Linked DNA regions of Mus musculus: region 1 is linked to region 2. A link is a contact called in public Hi-C data. All regions are on one chromosome and are shown on one strand. Each heading gives the region's core, a stretch centred on a gene start, on an enhancer-like site or on the middle of the called end of the contact. The rest is flanking DNA. Distances are from core to core; before and after follow the strand shown.

What was found. A called contact is a pair of places that touch in the nucleus more often than the background predicts.
Region 1: a contact with region 2 is called in a Hi-C map of cortical neurons, with 2.1 times the contacts expected there. The contact joins two enhancer-like sites. A contact is called at or near these places in 1 of 15 datasets of contacts at CTCF or cohesin (stem cell-derived epiblast-like cells), 46 of 484 Hi-C or Micro-C datasets (B cells, the G1E-ER4 cell line, the HL-1 cell line and 13 more) and 3 of 115 datasets of contacts at active chromatin or transcription factors (all in embryonic stem cells).

The regions. Positions count from the first base shown.
Region 1 is chr7:111,300,047-111,306,436 of GRCm38.p6, reverse strand. No RefSeq gene overlaps it. Among named protein-coding and RNA genes, the nearest start is that of Gm33145, 18 kb to the right of the region's middle. Within about 2 kb of position 4,461, at least 27 of the 459 cell types and tissues checked have an H3K27ac peak or open chromatin away from gene starts, as enhancers often do. A contact at or near this core is called in cortical neurons, where this site is marked.
Region 2 is chr7:111,189,070-111,195,292 of GRCm38.p6, reverse strand. No RefSeq gene overlaps it. Among named protein-coding and RNA genes, the nearest start is that of Gm33098, 18 kb to the left of the region's middle. Within about 2 kb of position 3,427, at least 35 of the 459 cell types and tissues checked have an H3K27ac peak or open chromatin away from gene starts, as enhancers often do. A contact at or near this core is called in cortical neurons, where this site is marked.

The DNA.
Region 1 (6,390 bases), core at 3,212-5,711, 110 kb before region 2:
TTAAAGTACGTGCTGTATCTAAATGCATGTGCACACACAGATGTATACACTAACTACCCATGTCATTGAACTATACCATCTGCTTTGGTAATACACGCAAGCCAGGAGCTGGACTGAACTGAATGCATTTCCATAATTTGGATCCATATCAGAGACATGTGATCCTCAAATACAAAAGCAACTGTGTCACATCACAAGGACAGTTTCCATGCCACTGTCTCCAAGAGTGGAGCTAGGGACATATGAACATTTGTTCCTAATTAACAACAACAACAAAAATCTGTCTCATTTATTCTTACCAACAAATCCAAACCTCAGCTCCTAAGGTGCTACCTGTCATGTTTCGTTTGAGAAGGGCATCACTACAGCTCCATGGTACCCAGGACACACTCCTGGTCTCTGTGTTGCATACAAAATGGCAACTCCCGTTCATCATACATTAATGAAGTACCAAGTCAAAGAACAGGCTGTTTAAAGACTTGATAATAACCCAGCACCAGTCAGATCATGGACCAAATGAGTTGAAATCTAGAGTGTCTCCACTAAGCTGTAGAGGTGAAAGAGTACAAATCTGGAACTGCCAATCAATGACTCCTGCGGAGACTTATCCATAGGCCCTGGTTTCAGAATCTGGAACAGGAAACCAGATGTTGTCCTGTCTTTTCCCCCTCCCACCCATTCCCTAAAGCAGGTTCATTAGCCATGTTCTTTGGGGCTACGAAAGCCAAAGCTCTCACAAAGCCTCCATCATTTGACATGCCTACAGATAGTGCCTGTTCTCTGTCCCCTCTTATGTGCTTAAACTCTGAAGCACATGAAACTCAACACCCACAGGCCTTTTGGTTCACTCTTCTCTTTCCCACCCATAGTCACAGTTCACTCATGATAAGATTCAGTCTGACACAGTAGGGTTGTCACCAATAGGCTGCCTGAAGTTTTTTTAATTTTTTAATGTTTTGTTTATTTTACAGGTGTGGGTATTTAAGCCTGCATGAATATCTATACACCACATTGTGCAGTGCCCTTAGAGGCCAGAAGAGGGCACCCAATTACCTGGAACTGGACTTACAGACAGTTGTGAGCTGTCATAAGGGTGCTGGAGATGGAACTTGGATCCTCTGGAAGAGCAGCCAGTGCTCTTAATCACTGAGCCATCTCTCCAGCCCTGCCTGGGTTTTTGTTTGGGTTTGGTTGGTTGGTTGGTTGGTCTGTCTCTTTGTTTGTTTGTTTGTTTATCTTGCTGGGTTCTAATGGAAATGTGAATAGGCTGCCGGCTGCTTCATCAGTAGTGGCATTTCCAGGCTCTCAAGTGGCAAGAGCCTATAGGGTATGCTAACAGACCTAGAGGCTTATAGCTCTTAGTCCCAAATACAAGAGGCTTATAGTTCTAAGTTCGAAAGGCCAAACTTACAGCTCTAGGTTTTCAGGTCAGCCTGCCTTGCTCATCCAGGTCCCCACACTTACCGATGGCCCGTGGTACAGTAGCAGCAGGCAGTGGCCCATCCACTTTCAGCAGCGGTTGCTGTCCTAGTTCTCAGCTAGTGCTTTGGTTCCTGTGACTGGGGCCCAGAGTCTGCAGCCTCAGCTCCTCATGGACCTCTGCCTTCCCCAGACTTGGTTTTCCCCACCTCTCGTTGTTCACATTGTCTCGGCTGCCTCTCCTTCCTGCAGCTGCTGCTAATGGGCCCTCTCTGGAGGTCTTCAGTTACCATCTTTCTTCTGCTTCTCCTCCTGCTGCTGCTGCTACAACCACTGCTTCTTGCTACCACCACCACTGCCACCATTGCCATCACCAGTCCTACCACTGTCACCACTGCCTCTGCCACTGCCACCACCACTGCTACCACTGCCACTACAGTGATGTCATTCATTCACAGAGGAAAAATAAAGACATAAAACTAACATTCTCACCAGCATTTAATGGTGGCTAACAGTATTTATCAATGCTTAGCAGTGTTTAATTCCTATGCAAATATCTTAGGGAAAAACAGATCCCTCTAGTGTAGTGGTTCTCAACACTTTGAGGGTTGGTGGTCACTTAAGACCATTTTCATATCAGATATTTGCATTACAATTCATAACAGTGACAAAATAACAGTTATGAAGTAAAAGCAAAATAATTTTGTGGTTGGGGCTCACCCCAACATGAAGAACTGTATTAAAGGGCTGTAGCATTAGGAAAATTGAGAACCACTGCTCTAATGATAATTCAGAGGGTCTGAGATGCTATAAATGCCTATATACATAGTGATTCTGGCTTTCTGGAACATACTCTCTTCACTGCAACTGACCAGTTTTGCTTTTATAACAGGAAAGCAGTCTCAGTTAATATGTAATGAGAGTATATTAGTTGTTAACAAAACTTTATTTACAAAGCCAAGTAGCAGATAAGATTTGGTCAACTGGGTTTGCCCTGAGAAGAATGAATACAAATTAAGTTGGCATCTAGAACTTTAGTTACTAAATGGGCTAGCTTGGGATGAGGTGGATAGAATAGAGTGGTGTAGACAGAAGAGGCTAGGAGGCAATGGGTGCAATGGATAGGTTTGAATGGAATATATGGGGATTACCCCCATGGAGAAATAACCATTGTTTTATTAATATTAATACACACACACACACGTGCCAATAGTGTATCAACATCAATCAAAAAAAAAATCCTAGCATGGATGAGGGAACCATCTAAAGCTACGACCCTAGCAGCAGCAGAGTTATTGGTGGTTAATGGCTACTGAGAAAGCAAGAGTCAATTTCCTCTGAGAACATGGTCACAGGAAGGTCACCAGTGGATGGCCCAGGCTGGCTCATTCTGCCTCAGTCTCCTGGGTGACAGAATTACAGATGTGTACCACTATACTTGGCTCTCTACTTTGTTTTATGTTTGGAAAGTTTCATGACAGATTTTTTTAAATTAATGTGTATGATAGCTTTGCCTGTGCACTTGTATGTATACCATGTGTATGTCTGCCACCTGTAGAGGCCAGAAGAGGGCATTAGGTGCCCTAGAACTGGAGTTATAGGTGGTTGTGTGCTGTCACATGGGTGCTGAGAATCAAACTAAGGTCTCTGGAAGAGCAGCAGATACTCTTACCCGATGAGCCATCTCTACAGAACCTCAGTAACGGGTTGTGTTTATTATGAGACTCTAAAGCTGCCCTCTCACCCCTGGTACATTCTAACTCAGTTGTTGTAACCCCAACTCTGACCCAGGCCTTCTCCCCTACCTTTTTCTACACCATCAGGATAGAAGGAGAGTGCCCCCTTGTAATGACAAAGAACATGGGAGGATTCTCTGTGACAGTGGCCTTCCTCTATCCCAGCCTCCAGCCATGTCCTGAAGCAGCTGGTTCTAGCTCTGAGGCAAGAGAACAGCTCTGACAAGAATCATTCAAACCTTTTACATTTTACATTACCCACAAGAGATAGAAGTGATCTTATCTGGCAAATATGACAACCCATAAGTTATATCTAAGGGACTGGTGGCCATTAATCCATTTTGCATTTAGCCCAGCAATATCTCCTAGCATCCCCAGCCCCCTCAAATAAAAAAAAAAAAGTCTAATTATTAAATGTTCTATGTGCTGATTTTAACAGCTTACTGGCTTTCTCACTAACTGACTAATACGCTCTACTGATTTCTCCTGAGGTGAATATGAATAACTATCTATTCTCCCAGATAAGGCACTGTTGACAAACCAATTCCACCCAAGTCTGGCTCTGTGAGCCAGTGTGTACTGGGTATAACTTCCAGGCATCTGCTGCACAAAAAGCCCCAACCCAGCCTGAATAAAATATTGTGAGAGCTGCTTCCCGGAACTCCCTGGCCAACTCGTAGACAGCTCTACCAAAGAGCCTACCCCTAGAAGTTGTTTACTGTTTATACGACCTTGGAGAAGGGCACCATGAGAATTACCAGTCACTTGAGCTTCCGACGTCTTAAGAATTTCCTTCCTCTCTTTGATTAGCACTGAATAAGAATGAAATCTCTGACATACATTCATTTCCTATTAGCATGCAAATGGTTGTTCTTCACTTTTAGAAAATTACATGTATCATCCCTCTGGGTGTTTCTCCCATGCATTGGCTGTTCCTACTCTGATGACGAGGAACTCTGGGGTAACCCATTTCCTTTTTGGACAGCACTGGTCCTTTTAAGAATGATGTTTTTATTTAGCTAGAATCTGTCTCTGCTGTTTCTTCCTTCTGTTAACTCAGTGCAAACAGCAAGGGCTCCAGAATTAGACAAACCCGGGCCCACATCCCAGTCCCCAGATCTCAGTCCCACTGTGTTGTTATAAGACCCTGTTTAAGAAAGGTGTTTGATCTTCCCTCTGCCCCCTCTTCCTGATCCTCCAGGTATGAGAACTAAATGGGATGCGTCCGTGGAGAGCATTTAGCACAGTGCCCAGTGCGTAGTGGGTTCGTTCATCTCCGTCGTTTCCTTATCCATTCACTCACTCGATAAAGGCGAAGCTCGGCTGGCGAACGCTAGAGATGGGAACACGCATAACAAATAGTTCCCGTTCTGCCTGTGCATGCAAATTAGCAAGAGAGAAAGAAATGTTTAAAAAGAGATTCTAGTACAGCATGGTAAGTAGAACAATAGAATCCTGTAAATGCAGAAGAGAAAGCGATTCACTCTGAGGCAGAAGCAGAGGTTGCTGCCAAAGCGGGCTTCCTGCGAAGGTGATACCCACAATGTGCTTGGAACAGGAGTAAGGGCTTCCCTGGCATCCATGGAGGGAAAGGAATTATGGATTTGAGCAACAGAACCTCAGGCTACGGCGTGATGGAATACAAAAGGCACACGAGAGGTAGAGAGGCAGATCTGGAAGGTCCACAATGAGCTGTAGTGGGTGAGCAAGGGAAGTGCAATTGTTTCTTTAAAAAAAAAAAAAAGATGGAGAGCTTCTGAAAGATTTTAGACAGGCAATGTTATATGTATATTTTAGTAAGGTCACAGTGACATGATCTATGAGAAATGAAGCAAGACCAAGGCTGAAGAATGCTGTTGACAGTCCAGTCTAAATAATGAAGGGACAGGAGTGAGACTTGGAATAGAGAGAAGAGAGGAAAATGCTTAGGAAACACGTGGCAAGTGGCAGGATAATCGCGGCATGACCACCACCTTACTTCCTCCATCACACCCAGGAGTCTTGTTGCTAGGATAGGCCTTGATGCTGGCCCAGAGTCAGAGGGGGATGATAATGAGGATCAGCCCATCTGAATACCTAGTCTATATTTTATGAGCACTTTATACTTTATTCCATAGGAAGGAATCTACATACACACACACACACACACACACACACACACACACACACACACACACTGCTGATAGTTTTAAATCATCTATAGATCTAGATTACAGATGTCCAAATGCAGGAGCCTATGGGGACACTTCATATTCAAACTATAGCAGTTGGAAACAGGATAGTACATGAGAGTGACAAACAGAAGTACAGCTGCCATGAAAACAGATCTGTGTCACAGGTTACAACAGCCATGTCCACTGAAGGGCTGGACACGCTGCAGCCCAATGGCCTCATCTCAGCCCCTCTAGGTCCCTTAGAGCCAATCTTGCTAGCCCTTGAAGAGACGGAGGAAAGAGGCACATCTAAATGCACAGGTATATGAATGCAAGTCTTAGCTCCTCCAGGCTTCTCTCCTGCAGCCTCACTCCTTACTCTTCCTTAATGAGCAAGCTTTGTCTTTTCTTCCCATCTTCATTTTCTCCATTGCACACACCCATGGCTGATCTTGTTTCAAGGTCTCAAGGTCCAATGTCAGGTCATTTCCCTCCTTTCCAATTCTTTTTTTTTTAAATATATATTTATCTTTACTTGTTTGTTTGCTTGCTTAGAGGAAGCATATCCGTGTCATGGTGTGTGTGGAGGCCAGAGGATAATGTGCATGAAATGGTTCTACCATGTGGGTCCTGGAGGTTGAACTCGGGTCATCAGACTTAGCAGCACGTGCCTTGGCTCACTGAGCCCTCTCACCAGCCCCTCCTTCCCAATTCTTGACTCAACCCATCTGCTTAGAGCTGTCTCCCATTGGTCTCTCACCCACCATCCAAACCTTAAGTTACGTTGAACTTCATTAGCTCAAAAGTAAAGAAAAGTGACTAAATGCCACAGACACCAGTAAGAGGCAAGAACAAGGAGAATCCACAGTCCTTGCTGGAAAGGGCAACCTTATATTAACTATTAAGTCAGGGACTATTCAGCAGGCTTCTGAAAGTTAATAACAAGCTTACATAATCAGATGGAAGATCTACAGGAAGCTGGTACCCACAGGTCAATCTACAAATATCCCAGGGGATGACTCGTGTGAAATTTTTTTTTTCTTTTGGTTTCTCCATGAAGACAATGCTTCTCTTTATTCATC
Region 2 (6,223 bases), core at 2,178-4,677:
CATACGGTGCCATAGCCCAAAGGACCCTGTGTGTTTAGCTTCATCTTCTGCTGTCGCCATCTTGAAATGCTTCCTGACTCTAGTTGTATTTTATAAGTAAATTCTGATAGGCCACTGATCGGGGTTCTCTGTATAGTCCAGCATTCCCCTGCCTCTCCCAGCTCCAACTCGCTAGACCTCCAGGTACACCACCTCAGCCCAGCTTCCATCCCTACCTATTCCCACCTTCTCTTCTTTTCAAACCCCCAATATGCAAGATCACAAAAATTTAGCTATATGCAGCCTTACTGTAAGACAGACTGAAAGATAGACTTCACCCAAAGAAACCACTGAGTTAAGCTATGAAATTCCACAGCAAAGATCCAACTTTGGGGCTGAGAAAAATGGCTCAGTGGTTAAGAGCACTTGTTGCTCTTTCAGAAGACTCAAGTTCTGTTCCTGGCATCCACTTGGTGGCGTATGAACCATGTTTAATTCTACTTCCAGGAGACCCAACATCTTCTTCTGAACTCTACAAACAGAAGGCACACCCATAATGCACATACATACATAAGCAAAATACTTGTGCACATATTTTTTTAAGTCTAAATAAACTAAAGATCCAACATGGGAGATAGGGGGCTGGCGAGATGGCTCAGTGGTTAAGAGTGCCAACTGCTCTTCCAAAGGTCCTGAGTTCAATCCTAGCAACCACATGGCAGCTCACAACCATCCATAAAGAAATCTGATGCCCTCTTCTGGAGTGTCTGAAAACAGCTACAGTGTACGTACATATAATAAATAAGTAAATCTTTTTTTTTTTAATTAAAAAAAAAAAACATGGGAGATAGGAAAAGAGATTTTTTTAATGAAGATATCAAGTCCCAAGGCCTATAGAACAATCAGTCCACACCACAGCTGATCTGAGGGCTGTGGAGAGAAACACTAGGAGAGCAAGTGAAACTGCTGAGTTGTATGGGGAATGTTCTAGATGTTGCCAGGGGACTTTTAGAGCTATGAGAAAGTTTGGGTTAAATATGAACTATTTGGGTTGAGTGAGTTTTAGGAAGAGAAGGGGGAACCATCCCTAGCAATCATCAACTCCAAGAAATATAAACTATACAAACAAGAGGAACTAGAAGCACAGGTTATTTCTTGGCTAACTGTACAATAACTAAATAGTTCTATAAAGATAAAAATTGATGGGGGTGGGTGGGTATGGGGGACTTTTGGTATAGCATTGGAAATGTAAATGAGCTAAATACCTAATAAAAAATGGAAAAAACAAAACAAAAAAGATAAAAATTGAATATTTATCTCACTAGAAATTATGGAACTATATTGGGAAAGTGTCAAAGAGAAACTTGAGAGAGCTAAGATCTTTGTCTTTCTCAATGGGGGATCAATAGAAAATGAGAAGCCAGAAGGTTATGAAAAAGTATGTTAGCCTGCAAATCAGAAGTGCAGAGCTAGACACAACAGGAATAGAAAACGAATTAAAAGTACCAAGCAGGGGGTGTGGGGAGACAAGGCCTTAAAACTGTTGCTGTTAACATGGGTTTTGTAGACCTCTCACTGTTTCATCTAGCTATCCACGGCAGTCCACAGAATTTAAAAAAAATATTCCAAAGAGTAATGGGCAGTGGAAATTCTGGATTTGTCTCAGGTTGTGTTCAAGTCTGGCTCCAATCACTGGAGGTGAGTCTGCAACACCCAGCCACTTTCTGTCCAATTTAGAGAATGGTATTTTAGTATTAGTTTGGGTTTCTGTGGAGGGTTTTGGTGGTAGCAGTGGTAGTGGTGTGTGTGTGTGTGTGAGAGAGAGAGAGAGAGAGAGAGAGAGAGAGAGAGAGAGAGAGAGAGATCTATTTATTTTTTATTTTGATTACATTTATTCACTTACTCTTACACTCACATGTGGAGCTCAAAGGACAACATTCAAGAGTCAGTTCTGATCTTTCATGGAGTGGGACCCAAGGATTGAACCCAGGTAGTCCAGTTTGGTGGCAAAGGACCTTTACCCTCTGAGCCATCTAGCCAGCTCAGTGGTGTTAGTTTAAACGAGTGTGCTTTGCTTGGGTTCTCTAGAACATCAAAGAACTGGGTGACAGCATGGATAATTAAACTCTAATTTTAGAACTTTTTAAATTGCTAAATTGCTTTTGTGTGCTTTCCAAAAGAGTTTCTGATCTGCTTCCTGGCTCTTGGATTTTTTTTTAATCTATTATTGCCTTTTCCCGATCCTTTCAACTCCAAATGCTTCCTTTAAATTCTGTTTGTGCTTCTCACATCTGACCTCTGCTTCCCAGGTGGAGCTTGACTGTATCTCTGCCACGATCTCAGAAAAGGCCCAGGACTTTTCAACACTAGGAAGAGGAATGAGAGAGAGAGACCTTGGAGCTTTTCCTAAGAGAACGAAGAAAACTCAAATGATAAAGAGAAATTATCAATTGCTACTAAAATCTAGAACAAGAACTTCTTCATTGTGCCTTATTGAGATGTTCATTCTAAATTGTTACCATTTGGAATATATTTAGTAATCATTCAGATTATCTTTGTAGAGGATTTTATGGACTAAGTGGGATCACTTGACCTGATCTCACACAGGCTTTTGATCACCTGATGTGTGAGACTTTCTCCCTGAGATCTTTATTTAATTGGTTGGGTATAGTACGGATGTAGAGACTTCCCAGCCTGTTCTGGAAGGCTGCAAATTCTGAGCCACACTGGGCTGAGTCATGCCACAGTATCCACTCTGAAGACACCTCAAAAAAAGAAAAAAAATCCAAATCCACAACAGAATCCAAGGACTAAAATCACTTGGTGTCTTGATAGTATGAACTCAGGATCCCTAAATTTCTCTCTTTAGTTTGCAGTGGGTTCCCAAAATGGCATACAGTGTACACAAGAGTAGTTTGGGTGGCTGGTGACTCTCCTTCATCATGGCTGCCCTCTTTATGATGAAAATGCTCATTTCTTGTGAAGCAGTATATTTGTGCCGTCCACTTCAGAGTCACCCTGCTTGTTCAGACAAATGGGTTCTCTAAGCCTTTTGAGGGGTGCTGGTGATTGAACCCCATATGTGCACTACAGAAGTACAATCCCAGCCCACCCTGAACTTTTGAATCAGGGAACTGGATGTTCAGGCCCTGGCAGCTCATCTCCCATACGTAGTCAGAAGGTGTCTTGTGAATATATGTGCACTGCCCCTTCACCAGTAGCAATGGCCCTGGCCCTCATGAAGAAGCACATGCTTGGAAATGAATCAAGTCCCACTGCTGAGACTCGAGATGGATAGGAGCAGTGGGATGTAATTAGTAAAACAGATAGTGGCTCTGCAAAGGAGGCTGTGAACCAGAGCCAAAGCTGGGACTGAACAGGACAGAGCACAGACCAACAGAGTGTGCGTGCTGGTGCAGTGATGCAGAGCTGAAACATCAGAGACAGCCAGGCCAACATGGAGCCGTGCTGGCCTGAGTCCCAGAATGGAATGCAGGGCTGAGCCCAGATAGGAGGAGCCACAGAGGGAGCAAGAAGGCAGCCTTTTGAGGTACCCTGATTTTCTTAAAGAGTTTTTTAGGTGTGTGTGTGTGTGTGTGTGTGTGTGTGTGTGTGTGTGTGTGTGTGTGTATACGCATGTGTATGTATGAATGCAAGTGCCCATGGAGGCCAGAAGACATCATCGGTTCCCTAGAGCTAGAGTAGGTAGTTGTGAGCTTAGACCTGAACTCAGGTTCCTCAAGAATAGTATGTACTCTTAACCAGTGAGCCATCTTGCCAGTCCCAAACATTTTGATTTAAACTAAGGCCACCAGTCCTACCCCTAGATTCAATCTGACCTCTGGTGCTGTGCACAGCTAGATTTATAACCTTGACAGGAGCCAGCCAGTGTGGGTGTGGTCAGACCATTATACATGAGTTCAGCTCAGACTCTGAGCCACAAACAGCACACTCAAAATGCTCTCCCACCTGCACACATACTCAGAGTCTGGGCCTGGCAGAAGAAGGAAAGCAAAGCAGTTCTGTTGTTTTCCTGTGTGTATCTGTGTGTGTGTGTGTGTGTGTGTGTGTGTGTGTGTGTGTGTGTACATGTACATGTGTGTATACACATGTGTGCATAGGTACATAGATGTGTGTGTGTCAAAAGAGACTCTCGGTGCTGTCTTGCCTTCTGTTTTTCATTTGTGACAGGTTCCCTCATTGGCCTAGAACTTCACCAAGTAGGCTGGGCTAGCTGACGGGCAAGCATCCAGAGGTCCACCTGTCTCCACACTCCATCTTGCAGTCCTGGGACTGCAGGTGTGCACTGCTATGCCCAGGTTTTTAATGTGGGTTCTGAGGTTCTGAAATAAGGTTCTTAGGACTTCCAGGCAAATCATTTGTTGACTAAGCCATCACCTCAGCCTCCAGAACTAACAGTTTTGAGCTAACATATGAGATATGGACACAAAATCCATCTTTACTACTAATGAGAAATGCAAATTATCCTTTTTCCTATATGTGCTAGTATGCTTTCCGTTGTTATGATAAAAACACTCTAGCAAAAGCAGTCTTACGAGGAAAAGGTTTGTTTGGCTTACACATCCCGATCACAATCCATCACTGAGAGAGTCAGGACAGGAACTCAGAAACATGTTGCTTCCTGGCTGGCTCACTGGCTTGCGCTCAGCTAGCTTTCTTATACGTCCCAGGCCCACCTGCCTGGAGACAGCACTGCCCACAACAGGCCCTTCAGGCAATTCCTCTCAGACATGGCCACAGGTGGGTCTGAGCAAGGCAGTTTTTTAGTTGAGGTTCCTGCTTCCCAGATGACCCTAGGTTTGTGTCAATTTGACAGTAAGAACTAACCAGACACTGTACATTTAGAATAACCCTCCTCTACAGATCAGACCAGATCAGGCCTGGTTTGTTTTTATATATATTTATTACATGTTGCGTGTGCATGCATGCGGAAGTCAAACTACAATTCTCAGGAGTGAGTTTTCTCCTTCCTCCATGTGGTTCCAGTCCGGAACTTCAGTCACCAAGGGAAAAGCACCTTCACACACTGAACCATCGCTCTGGCCCCAGACCTGGTCCTTCCCAACCATTCCCTTTATGCCTATAAACCATCTGAGGAAGGCTGAATGCTCCACAAAGGAGGAATATAGGGGGGAAAGTGAGGCTATATTTTAAACCACCATTGTAAAGAACAACAAAATCAAAAACAGAAAAAAGTAAGAAACGCTTGGTTTGAAAACTGAAGATGTGTTGACTCACTTAACTAGAATCCAGAGTTAGGGTAGATTTGAGGCCCTATCAAAAACCCAGTATCTTCCTGCCTTTTGCTGTTATTCGTAGGATCATTTTTAAATTGTTTTCCTCATGGTCACAGGGACAACTGCCAAAAGCACTGACGGTTATATGAGTCCTTGTTTAGATCTAGCCAGAGTTTTAAAATCACTGAATTTTTTTAAAGTTTTATGAATGTATCTTATGTATGCTGACCACCTCCCCCTCATACTGTCCTGCCCTCCCTTTTCTTGTCCCTTCTGATCCTGTTAGTCCCTGCAGTCCCCGAAAATGGTTCCACTTATGCTCTCAGGTCATATATGCAAATATGTCATTGTATATCTATATAAATTCTAGAAACAACAAATTAAAGAAAACACAGCATATTTGTCTTTCTGAGACTGGCTGAATATGATTATCTCCAGTTATATCCACTTTCCTACCAACAACATGACTGGAAAAATCCCATTGTGTGTTGAAACCATGTTTTCTTTCTCCATTCCCCCATGGCTGGGCACCTGTGTTGGTTCCATGACTTAACTGTTGTGAACAGAAGCCCCAGGGAACACCAGGGCACAAGCATCTCTGTGATGTGTTGACTTGGATGGAGTCCTTCAGGTAAATACCCAGGAGTGGGCACCTACGAGGTATTGTTAGGTTTTTGAGAAACCACCATCCTGTCTTCCACAGCAGCTGGCCTAGTTTACATTCCCACTCTTCCCTGTCGTCCACATCCTCATCAGCATTTGTTGTTACTGTCACTTGTTTCCTTCATGACTGCCTTTCTGTCTGGGGTAAGATGAATCCTGATGTAATTTTAATATGCATTTCTTTTTCTGATAGTACAATTGAGCATTTTTTTCATACATTTATTGGCTATTTCTACTTTGTCTTTCAAGAAACGTGTTAGTTTTATTAGCCTATTTATTAATTGGGGATTTTTTTAAGATTTCATTTATTTATTTATTTATTT